4 separate regions of the Sus scrofa genome follow, and all the other regions are linked to region 1. A link is a contact called in public HiChIP or PLAC-seq and promoter capture Hi-C data. All regions are on one chromosome and are shown on one strand. The core of a region is the stretch at or near the end of the contact, and the rest is flanking DNA. Distances in the headings are between cores, read along the strand shown. Region 1 holds the start of ZNF655 (zinc finger protein 655). Region 2 holds the start of CYP3A29 (cytochrome P450 3A29). Region 3 holds the start of CYP3A46 (cytochrome P450 3A46). Region 4 holds the start of BUD31 (protein BUD31 homolog).

The links. Promoter capture Hi-C pulls out the DNA fragments that hold promoters and counts their contacts. HiChIP or PLAC-seq counts read pairs in DNA pulled down with a chosen protein or histone mark.
Region 2: an H3K27ac HiChIP or PLAC-seq map of alveolar macrophages shows a contact between it and region 1. The contact joins the promoter of CYP3A29 here to the promoter of ZNF655 in region 1.
Region 3: an H3K27ac HiChIP or PLAC-seq map of alveolar macrophages shows a contact between it and region 1. The contact joins the promoter of CYP3A46 here to the promoter of ZNF655 in region 1. A contact is called at or near these places in 1 of 5 promoter capture datasets (liver), 1 of 47 Hi-C or Micro-C datasets (skeletal muscle) and 1 of 2 datasets of contacts at active chromatin or transcription factors (alveolar macrophages).
Region 4: a promoter capture Hi-C map of liver shows a contact between it and region 1, with 5 times the contacts expected there. The contact joins the promoter of BUD31 here to the promoter of ZNF655 in region 1. A contact is called at or near these places in 1 of 5 promoter capture datasets (liver), 1 of 47 Hi-C or Micro-C datasets (embryonic fibroblasts) and 1 of 2 datasets of contacts at active chromatin or transcription factors (alveolar macrophages).

What each region holds. Positions count from the first base shown.
Region 1 is chr3:6,503,355-6,506,166 of Sscrofa11.1, reverse strand. ZNF655 (zinc finger protein 655) reads right to left here and starts at 1,459. Exons shown (of 3, transcript XM_021086134.1): 1 at 1,341-1,459; 2 at 195-357. The coding sequence starts at 330.
Region 2 is chr3:6,737,159-6,739,970 of Sscrofa11.1, reverse strand. It overlaps CYP3A29 (cytochrome P450 3A29), which reads right to left and starts at 1,469. Exons shown (of 15, transcript NM_214423.1): 1 at 1,336-1,469. The coding sequence starts at 1,406.
Region 3 is chr3:6,676,474-6,679,285 of Sscrofa11.1, reverse strand. CYP3A46 (cytochrome P450 3A46) reads right to left here and starts at 1,375. Exons shown (of 16, transcript NM_001134824.1): 1 at 1,252-1,375. The coding sequence starts at 1,322.
Region 4 is chr3:6,353,781-6,356,592 of Sscrofa11.1, reverse strand. It overlaps BUD31 (protein BUD31 homolog), which reads right to left and starts at 1,344. Exons shown (of 6, transcript XM_003124311.4): 1 at 1,014-1,344. It overlaps PDAP1 (28 kDa heat- and acid-stable phosphoprotein), which reads left to right and starts at 1,380. Exons shown (of 6, transcript XM_005661875.3): 1 at 1,380-1,485. The coding sequence starts at 1,473.

The DNA.
Region 1 (2,812 bases), core at 210-2,709:
CTGTTAAAAGAGGACAGGCTGACCTCAACAGAGGGACCCAGGTCGGGGACTTAATGGAGTCAGGTCATCCGCCCCTTCCCCACCTCCCCTCTAGGGGCCATCCTCTCAGGGGAGTCCCCTGCCTCTCTGACACCCGGCCCAGGAGCCCGTCCACACTCCCATTCTCCTGGATGCGAGTGCTCTCTCGGCCTTACCCCCAGTGAGCCCCTGCTCCATGTCGGTGTCCTGCACGAACTGAGGTGTTGGGGACAGACCCTCAGCGTAGGCCTCCAAAGGCTGAAACGGGACCCTTGGAGATCCTGCTGTTTCCTGGGCCGATAGTTCCTCCATCCCTGTGCTGGAGGACAAGGACCATCACTGCAGGGTGAGAGGAGGAGAAATTACTGTGACAAGTGAAAACAGCCCGTCATCCTACACCCTCAGGACTTAGCAAAGTACCTTACACACTGCAGATACCTAATAAAAAATCGTTAATAATGACTGACCTAACCCAAACAGCACAAAAAAAAAGGAGTATCTTGCATTTTTAAATATTTAAGGTCCCATTTTTAAATATTTAAGGGTCCGAGTCTGCAGGTTTACGTGAACTCCACTCATTCAGAATCTGTGGCTTTTTTTTTTTTTTTTTTTTTTTTTTTTAATCAAGAAGGCACAATTTCATAGTGGAAAGGTTTCTGCGGAAATTTAAAATGCTCGGCATTTACAAACTTCTCGCCAGGCTGAGACAGACACACTAGCTACGATTCGTCACTGGTTTTTCAAGCAGGCCCCTGAGCAATTACCTGGCAAGCACGTGTCCGCCCACTTTGAATTACGGAAGGGACTCGACCCCTAACAACCACATTCCACGGTGGGGCCGGGGGTGGGGGCGCGGGGGTCGGACCCTTCGGAAACCCAGGCCGGGAAGGCAGGCCCTTCCCACCATCCTGACAGTAACCGGGGAAGGGCTGCGACTCAAACAGGTTTGACAGGTTGTCCTTCACACGCAAGGACGCGACAGGGACAGGGTGCCGTCCCCCCTCCACCCCCTGGGAAAGGCCCTCAGAAGGCCTCGGCCGGCGCTGCCCTCCTCCCGCTTCCCGGGCAGCTCAAGACACGGGCCCCCAAGGGCGAAGCGGGCCGCAGACACCCCGCTCACAGCAGGGCACGGTCACCGGGTCCTGACGGCGGGGCCCTCGGCCCGCGAGGCGTCGGGGCGAAGCCCGACCGAAGCGTAACGGGCCCGGGCGGCCCGGCCCCGCGCTCTCCTGGGGACGGGAGCCTCCTCCTGCTCCTCCTCCCCGGGAGGCTCGGTAAGAGGCCGGCCCACCGCCGCCCCAGAACGGCTTCCGGGGACTCACCCGAGCGGAGGGGCGGGCCAGGCGGCCGTCCCGTCGCGGACACCCTGGCTCGCGGGGCCGGCCTTGCCTTTCGGGGGTCGCTCTAGCCCGCTCGGAGGCCGGCGCTTCTCGGTGGCACTTCCGGGGGCGGTGTCCGCTGCCGGGGGCAGGGCCCCGGATGAGGGCGCGGGAGGAGGGCCCCGGAAGAGCGGGCGGGAGGAGGGCCCCGGATGAGGGGCGCGGGCGCGGCTGCGGCTCGTCGGGGAGGCTTTGCCATGGTCTTCTGCCGGCCTCACCGCCCTCCTGACCCCGCTGCCCACTCTGTAGCCAGTAAACCAGTAATGACCGCGCCAGCCCCGGACGTGGGAAAGCGCCCCCCGCTGGCCCTTGCCCAGCTCCAGCCAACACCCGAGCCTCCCCGCGGAGTGGGGTCCCTTCCGCCTGGGTGCGTGTCGGGGACGAGCACGGGGGCGGACCCTAGGGTCCGATGTCCGTGAGTCAGCCGGTTGGGAGCTTACGCAGGGGCACCAAGCACGCCGCTTCAAGCGAGGGTTGGAGGTGTTTCGATGGCCGGAGAACCACAGAGAATCGTAGGATCGGAACATACTACAGTTCTTGGGGGAAGGTGGGAGCGTTGAGCAAATTGGGGTGAAAGAAAGACACCGATCGCAAGAGAGGTGCGTTCCTGCTGGAAAGACTGGGCTGTGCAGAAAGAAGCAGGGCTAGATAAAGCACGGAGCACGTGGACAGGCAGGGCCAAGGCTACACGAAGCCCCTAGGGCATTATGACTGCCTAGCTCCTTAGAGAATGTGATGTCCTGTGGTGCAACTAGACCTGCCAGGGACTGGAAAGTCGCCTGAGGAATCAAAACGGTGATTTGGAAGGAACAGTAGATACTGCTCCTTTGTTTAAGTTCACAAATCAGATATTTTCCTTTAATGATACTTGACATTTCCATTAAATATAATCACAACCAAGTGTGACATTCTATATGTTTTTTTTTAAACGCTATGAGCCTTGGAGTTCCCGTCATGGCTCAGTGGAAACGAATCCGACTAGGAACCATGAGGTTGTGGGTTGGATCCCTGGCCTGGCTCAGTGGGTTAAGAATCGGGCGTAGCAGGGAGCTGTGGTGTAGGTCGCAGAAGCAGCTTGGATCCCAGTTGCTGTGGCTCTGGCTTAGGCCAGTGGCTACAGCTCTGATTAGACCCCTAGCCTGGGAACCTGCATATGCCATGGGTGCACCCTAGAAAAAGATTAAAAAAAAAAAAAAACGAGCCTCTGGGATATTCTGATATGCCTTCCCTTTCTTTCCTCCTTGGTATCATTCATCTAAAGCAACTTCCTACCATGAAACAATCTCTCTAGTCTATAGCGTCTCTGCACAAAGGTATAGGCGTCACAGAAGATGCACTGCATTTTTTTGTTTGTTTTATTTTGTCTTGTGCCTACACCACAGCAACACGGGATCTGAGCCTCGTCTATGACCTAC
Region 2 (2,812 bases), core at 220-2,719, 230 kb before region 1:
CAGGTGTATTTAAAACAATCTATATCACAGAAGTATACATTTTTATACTAGATTTCATTTTCCTGACATGATGCTAGAAGTGTGAGCTTATTTACCAACTTTTATGGTCAAAAATACTGGAAAGCAGACCTCTTTTATCCTTTAGAAAGAACATGTGGGAAATTGTCTTATATCATTAACAAATCTATGATGAAGAATGAATTAAAAGCTATCAATTTTAAAATGTCAGGAGACAGAAAACGTGTTGCACATACCTGAATCACTATCGTTACTTTCCAAGAATTAAAACATTTATAGAGTTCATGTCATCATGACTTCTTGCTGTTTTCTAATAACAGTGAAATTGAGATAGAAGTCAAATGTGACATGGAGATGGGCCTTTCCTACCCACTCCTTTAAAGTAATCCCTTTCCCAGCCTGTTCTGTGGTGTCAAGAATCCCACACTGTTAGATGACCGTGATTCCTTGTCTAGTACTGTACTTAAAGGGAAAAAATAATTATAATACAAGTTGGAGTTTGGGACTTGCATGGGTCGTGAGCAGATTTCATATCATAGGGAAAATAAGTTTCTGTGTTAATGATAATCCTTCCAGAGATAGGAGGGAAAAGTGAAAGAAATGAATAAAATATCCAGATTTCTGCCAAGTCTCCTCTGTTCTACAGATTTCTGATTTGGGAGGTAGAGAGTTGTGCATAGAAAGAGTGGGGGATGGCACTCTTAGAGATGAGTGCCAAAGAGGGGGCATGGCGTGGGGGGGGAAGCTGAGTCTAAGAGACGGGCAATGTCTCCAGCCCCTGGGTGACCAGGTGCCTTATGTGAATGACACCTGGGGTAGGAGAAAGGGGACCAGGAACCCCTGAGTGACACAGGGGCCAGCTGCTCTACACATCTCTGGCAGCAGACCCAGAACCCAGAAGGTGAAGACAATGGGACAAAAACCCAGTTGACTTCATGTCTCCAGGACCCCCAGAGCTTGGGAAGGGAAGGGTACCCCCACTGCACAGGGACCCATTGGTTAAAATCTTCCTCTGGTGGATTCTGGTCCATGGAAACGGGTGGTCCACCAGAAGATCTTCCCTGGGAGCAAATAATGTCACTAAACTCTGCCAACTACAGAAAATAGGCACTTGGGGGCAGGAGGTTGGTTACTCCTTCCACGGGACTGAGTCAATGTCAATAATATCAATAATACTCCCTTTGCTGTTTGTGGACCCACAGCTTAAGCACCCTTCCCTCCATTAAATCTGATCTTCAAATCAGTAAAGGGAAAGGGAGACCTGATTAACACCTAAGGCCAAGGTTACAGAGCAGACAAGTCTGGACGGCTACTCACAGATAGAGGAGCACCAGGCTGGTAGCCAGGAGAACCCAGGTCTCTGTGGAAAAGCCTGGGATCAGGTCCATGGCCACTGTCCTCGTGATTCTCTCCTCGGATTTTCCTTTTAGCTGGTTGTGCTGCGCTTTGCCTGCTGCTTTCACACCCAGTGATGACTCGCTGAGGCTGAAAGATTTATATGCTGGGAAGTGGGTGGAGCTGGGGTTGCAGCCAGTGAAAAAACACCAGTGCTCTTCCTGCAGGAGCCCTCCCCCCCTTGATAGTTGGCAAAGCACCATGGACAGTCAAGTTTGACCTCCTTTGAACTCATATTCTGTGCGAATTCAATAACAACTCAATAAGTGTTATCAGTAAGTCCAAAGGTTACAGAACTCAAATAAAACCACTAGCCATTAATCTCCTATAAAATGCCATGTCTCCCTTAAGCTGCCTGCACTCCAAAATACTTGAAATCCTCCAGACAACCTATATCTACAAATATTTACCCATGCAGTTTCCGCTGCCTAGAAATACCCCTCCTTCCCCAATAAGGCACCTTCTCATTCTTCAAATCTCAGCTCAGAAAGAATAGTCTATCTTAGAGTCATCCCTAACCAGCTTCCTTTACCAGGAATAACCACTTCCACTTCTAGGCAATTCCTATCCGCCTGAGCACAATTCTATTATCCTCCAGGACCCTGGTTTGTTTCCAAACCTGTTCCCTTACAGATCGAGGTTGTGGACACAGTCTGAGTATTAGTCACCCTTCCATCCTTGGTACCTAGCAGAGGTGGGCATCAGAAAGGTTGGTAGACTTGAATTGGTCGTCATGAGAAATCTGGGCCCCTGTGTTTCCTTTCCCTGTGACTCTTTGGTGACCACACCATATTCCTGGATAGTTAATGCAACAGAGGGCCTGGTGGGCCTTGGCCACCATCACTGGACATTCTAGATTATCCATCAGCATTCTATTGACAAGAGGGCTCCAGAAAGAGATGCAGGACTTGGAGGAGATGGTGATAGCTATACCAAAAACATTAATTTGGGCTGATTTCTATCCCACTGAGAGAGTCTTGCAGTAGACAGTGAGTCAGACAGAAGTGAAACAAGAAAGGACCTCTCTCTATAGGAAGACCACCACTTCTCAAACAATGGGTGTGAAGGGTGTGACGCAGGAAAGAAACCCAATGGCCAAGTGGACCCCAACCTCCTTATCCACCGAGATGTAGCTCATACAGCACAAAGGTCTCAAAAATGTTGGCATGATATTTTCATCCAGGGCAAAGGGCATCAGATTGGATGCCCCACTCTTTGACCAGTAGGGATTTTTCTTTAATGCAGCTGGTAGGAGGAGTCCTATAGACAGCTAGAAGTTGGGTGTCACCTGGGAGACACTGCCATACACCTGATGGGAGAGAAATTCATCCAGCTCATTAGTCTCCCTCTGAACCAAGTTTTGCATCTGTTTGGCAGAGAACCATGGACGATGTAAAAA
Region 3 (2,812 bases), core at 126-2,625, 170 kb before region 1:
AACAGAAAACATATTGCCACATACCTGAATCACAACCATTACTTTCAAAGAATTAAAACAATATTTATGCAGTTCATGATTTCCTACACTTTTCTAGTGAAAGTGAAGTTGAGATAGAGGTCAAATGTGATATGGAGATGGCCTTTCCTACCCACTCATTGAGAGGAATTTCTCTCCCAACCTGCTCCATGATGTCAGGAATCCCTCCACTGAAAAAAATTCCTCTGTTAGACGATAGTGATTCTTCGTCCTATACTGTGCTTAAAGGGAAAAAATAATTAAATATGACATGTATGTGTAACTGGGTCACCATGCTGAACAGTAGAAAAAAAGGTATTGGGGAAATAACAATTGATTACAATTAAGACTGCTTGAAAAAAATAAATAAAAAATAAAACAGAAAAAAAACAGGAGCTGGAGTTTGGCACTTGTGCCTTTGTAGGTAGGTTGTTAGCAGATCTCATATCATAGGGAAAATAAATTTCTATGTTGACGATCTCTCTCTCTCAGATACTGGAAGAAAAGGTAAAAGAAATGAATAAAGTATCCAGATTTCTGCCAAGTCTCCTCTGTTCTACAGATTTCTGATTTGGGGGCTAGAGAGTTGGGCATAGAAAGAGTGGGAGGATGGCACCCTTAGAGATGAGTGCCAAAGAGGGGGCATGGCGTGGGGGGGGAAGCTGAGTCTAAGAGACGGGCAATGTCTCCAGCCCCTGGGTGACCAGGTGCCTTATGTGAATGACACCTGGGGTAGGAGAAATGGGACCAGGAACCCCTGAGTGACACAGGGCCCAGCTGCTCTACACATCTCTGGTAGCAGACCCAGAACCCAGAAGGTGAAGACAATGGAACAAAAACCCGGTTGACTTCATGTCTCCAGGACCCCCAGAGCTTGGGAAGGGGAGGGTACCCCACTGCACAGGGACCCATTGGTTAAAATCTTCCTCTGGTGGATTCTGGTCCATGGAAACGGGTCGTCCATCAGAAGATCTTCCCTGGGAGCAAATAATGTCACTAAACTCTGCCAACTACAGAAAATAGGCACTTGGGGGCAGGAGGTTGGTTACTCCTTCCACGGGACTGAGTCAATGTCAATAATATCAATAATACTCCCTTTGCTGTTTGTGGACCCACAGCTTAAGCACCCTTCCCTCCATTAAATCTGATCTTCAAATCAGTAAAGGGAAAGGGAGACCTGATTAGCACCTAAGGCCAAGGGAACAGAGCAGACAAGTCTGGACGGCTACTCACAGATAGAGGAGCACCAGGCTGGTAGCCAGGAGAACCCAGGTTTCTGTGGAAAAGCCTGGGATCAGGTCCATGGCCACTGTCCTCCGTGATTCTCTCCTCGGATTTTCCTTTTAGCTGGTTGTGCTGTGCTTTGCCTGCTGCTTTCACACCCAGTGATGACTCGCTGAGGCTGAAAGATTTATATGCTGGGAAGTGGGTGGAGCTGGGGTTGCAGCCAGTGAAAATACACCAGTGCTTTTCCTGCAGGAGCCCTCCCCCCTTGAGAGTTGGCAAAGCACCATGGACACTCAAGTTTGACCTCCTTTGAACTCATATTCTGTGAGAATTCAATAACAACTCAATAAGTGTTATCAGTAAGTCCAAAGGTTACAGAACTCAAATAAAACCACTAGCCATTAATCTCCTATAAAATGTCATGTCTCCCTTAAGCTGCCTGCACTCCAAAATACTTTAAATCCTCCATGCAACCTAGGTCTATAAATCTTTACCCATGCCATTTCCTCTGCCTAGAAATACCCTTACTTCCCCAATAAGGCACTTACTCATTCTTCAAATCCCAGCTCAAAAAAAAACTATTCTGTCCTCAGAGACATTTCTAAACAACCTACTCGAGCAGGAATAACTGCTTCCACTTCAGGACAATTCCTATCCCCCTGAACACATGTCTGTTATCCACCAGGACCATGGTTGGTTTCCACAGCTAGTTCCCTTACAGATGGAGAGCTTGGGCACATCTGGGTATTTGTCACCCTTATGTCCCTGGTACCTAGCACAGTGCTTTCTACAGAGTAGGCATCCAGAAAGATTGGTGGAATTGAGTTTGTGGAGGTGAGACTGGTGGGCCCTTGCCTGTTCTTTCCCTGTGGTTCTTTGGTGACTGCACCATCTTCCTGGATTGTTAACACAACAAGAGATCCTGGATGGGCCTTGGCCACCATCTCTGCACATTCAGGACCATCTATCAGGATTCTGTTGACAGGAGGCCCCCAAGGGAGAGGCAGGGCGTGGAGGAGATGGTGGTGTAGCAATTCAGGGTGGCTCCTGTCCCACTGACAGGGCCGCAGTCGACAGAGAGTTAGACAGAGTCTAAAACAAAAATGGCCCCTCTTTGTGGGAAAACCACCAGTTCAATAACAGCAGAGGAAAAGCGGCCCAGTGGCCAAGTGGACTTCAACCTCGTTATCCACCAGGGATGTAGCTAATATAGCACAAAGGTCTCCAAAAAGTTGGCAGGAGGGTTTTCTCCAGGGCAAAGGGCATCAGATTGGATGGCTTCCTGCTTTTTGACCGGTGGGGTATTTTCAAATGCAGCTGGTAGGAGGAGGCCAATAGACAGCGAGAAGCTGGTGTCACCTGAGAGCCCCTGCCATACACCTGATGGGAGAGAATCAAGGACTGAAAGTCCTGAGATTCCTCTGGCTCATTAGTATCCCTCTGAACCAAGTTTTGCATCTGTTTGGCAGAGAACCATGGACGATATAAAAACCAAACCTCTGACGTTCTTAAACCTCAACGGAAATGGAAGGCATTAAGCGGCCCTTATGCACTTCTTCTCTCTTTA
Region 4 (2,812 bases), core at 95-2,594, 150 kb after region 1:
GTAAAACGAGGGAGGTGTATCATCGGGATTGCCAAGGTCTCTTTTGAACCCAACAAGCATACTACAGAAAGGCAAGTCATGTAAAGCCCATACAATGGACCACTCCAAATCTTACATAGGAAATCATTATCAAACCACATAGCATCTCTTGGCTGGCAAAGAAAACTCAGGTTAGTTATCTTTTATTTTTAAGCATACCAGACTCCCCTCTCCCAAATTCGTTCAGTTACTTGTAGGCCTGACAAGTTCACAAAGCCCCGCCCCCCGTCCTTTCAAGAATTCTCAGAAACAACCTTACAGATGAGGACCGATTAACAAGAGGAAAACTCAGGATCGCACAGGCCTGAGAACTAGCAGAGTCTGACTCTGTCAGGGGCTCCTGACTCTCAGATCAGAGGTCTCTGTACTGGTCTCCCCGCTCGGAAGCTAGAGATGGATGGAATCTGGTCCGTGTCCCAACGCGCACCGGCTGGGAGGACAAACACAGAGGAATGACCGCTTTGCTGTGACCCAGGAGATTTGAGGGCCTGGTCCAGCCTGGGAGTCAGAGGAGGCCTCCCAGGGGAGGCAACAAATAAGAGGTAACTAGAGCAAGAAGCAGCAGGTGTGGGGCGGTAAAGAGGTGGTAGCGCTCGGGAGAGGCGACGAGCGGAAAGGCGTTCAGAGGAAGGGAGGAAGACCTTACAGCCCGGGTAGTTAAGAAAGGCTCAGAAAGACGACAGCTTCTGAATCGGGCTTACAAAAATAAGCAATATTTAAAAAAAAACGTTCTCGGCGGAAAGCATGGGGAAAAAAAGGGAAAAAAGCCTAAAAGAGAACCCCCAAACCTCCCATCCTTCCGGCCAAACCAGCAAGGAGCCGCCTCTTCTCGGGAACTCACGTCGACCGCTTGGTCCAGAGGCCCGAACCCATCCCAGTTCAGCTGTTTAGATCGCTCTCTGGGCCAACGCAGACCTCCGATCCCCGGCCCCAGCCGCTACCAAGACACCCGAGAACAGAGTAAAAACACACACCAAAACCTCCGTCGCCGTCGGCTACCCCTTCTTTAACCAACGCCTCGGCTTCCCAGGCGATCACTTCAGGATGAGGTCCTCGCAGAGCCCCGCCCCAACAGGCGTGGAGATTGCGCTGTTTTCTTAGGTGTCCGCATCTCTGCCTGTATAGAATTCCAGAGCCGCTCTTTCCTTTTGCCCTCGCTTCCCGGGGGTGACTGGCAGGCTCACGCGCCTCCCCTGGCCGGGGGTAGAGGGACTACGAGCTCTGTTGCCCGGCAGCGGGCGGGCGAGCCCCGGCTCAGGCGGCGCGTGGGACAGTCTGGCCTCCCTGAGGTCCCCGGTCCTCGCGGCGGCGGCGGGGCGTGAAGGGAGGGCGGGGTGGGGGGGGGAACTGGCCGGGCGGAAGAAGTCGAGCCCGAGGCATTTCCGGTTCCGGTGTCAGTTCGAGGCGCCGCCGCCGCAGCCGCCGGAGCCGAGATGCCTAAAGGAGGTGAGGGGCGGGCGCGCGTGGCCGGAGGGCCTAGTGGAGCTGCCCGAGTCAGGCTCCCGCTGTCCACTCAGCCCGCGGGCCTCTCGGCCAGCGGCGCAGAGAGAGGACGTCCGCGCCGACTGAGGGCCAGGCCTGGGCCTCGACGCCCAATTGTCCCACTGGGGAAACTGAGGACTGTGGGGGCCTCGAGCCACTCCCTCGGGGGTCCGAGGGAACTTGGAGGCTCTGGGTCCTCGCCGACGCGGAAGGCCGATCTAGAGCGCTCTTCTGGCCTGGGGGGTCTGGAGGTCCTCCCGCTTTCAGGCTCGCCGGAGACTGAGTCACCGCGTCCCGCGCCGGTGCCGGGCCCGCCTGCCTCGCGCATAAAACGTGGGCTCCGGGCTAGCCAGGCCTGCCTACTGCGACCTAACTTGATGTTCTTAAGCCTGCGAGACCTAGTTTTGACTGCTCTGTTCGGCAGCGGCTCGATGTGTGCCTTAGAGCCAGTTGGTTAACCTAACCGTGTCTTAGTATTGTCCCTTGGAGGTAGTGGTTAGGAGTGTACCTACCTCATAATACTGATGGGAGACTTAAACTAGGTTAGGTAACCCACGTGGAGGGTGCAGTACGGTGCAGGACAGTCTTTAAGTGCCCCGTTAGCATTAACTATTGTTATTTGTAAGACTTTGCCAGTTCTTCGGCCAAGAAGGTAAAGCATCCCTGGCTTCCCAGTCCATTGTAGACGGTCCTCCATCCTCTTCCCCGTAAGAGTCAACAGCTCTTGACTTGAAGCCCAGCTGTGTTACTATCTAATCTTGTGGCCTTGAACAAGTTATTTAACTTTTTCCAGCCTGTTTTCCCCATCTGGAACACCTGTCTAATAATTCTTAGCTTGGAGAATTGGGGCCGGGGTCATAAAACTATAGAGCACGCATGGTGCCTGGCCACCTTCTGCATGGAACAGATGTTCAGTTAATATTGGTCGCTTGTGTGTCATGTTGATTAAGATGCATCAGCCCACAGGAAGATCTGCTTGGAGTCTTTTCAAACCTAAATGATTTCCTGATTCTCTACTCCCAGAGATAATTGGGGTTTACAGTGCTGAATCCCTTTAAACCTAGCTCTCTACTGGTTTATTCCATGGTAGGAAAAAGCCATGTCTCTTGTGTTCCTCAGTCTCCTGCAAAAGGAGGGTACTCCATGAGCTCTTCCAGCTCCAGAGTTCTGGTTTTAAGAGTCTTACTAGATAGATAATTTGCGTTAAGGTGGGGCGGTCACAGTTAGGAAACCCTAAATATGGGAGTTCCCAACCTGGCTCAGTGGTTAACGAATCTGACTGGGAACCATG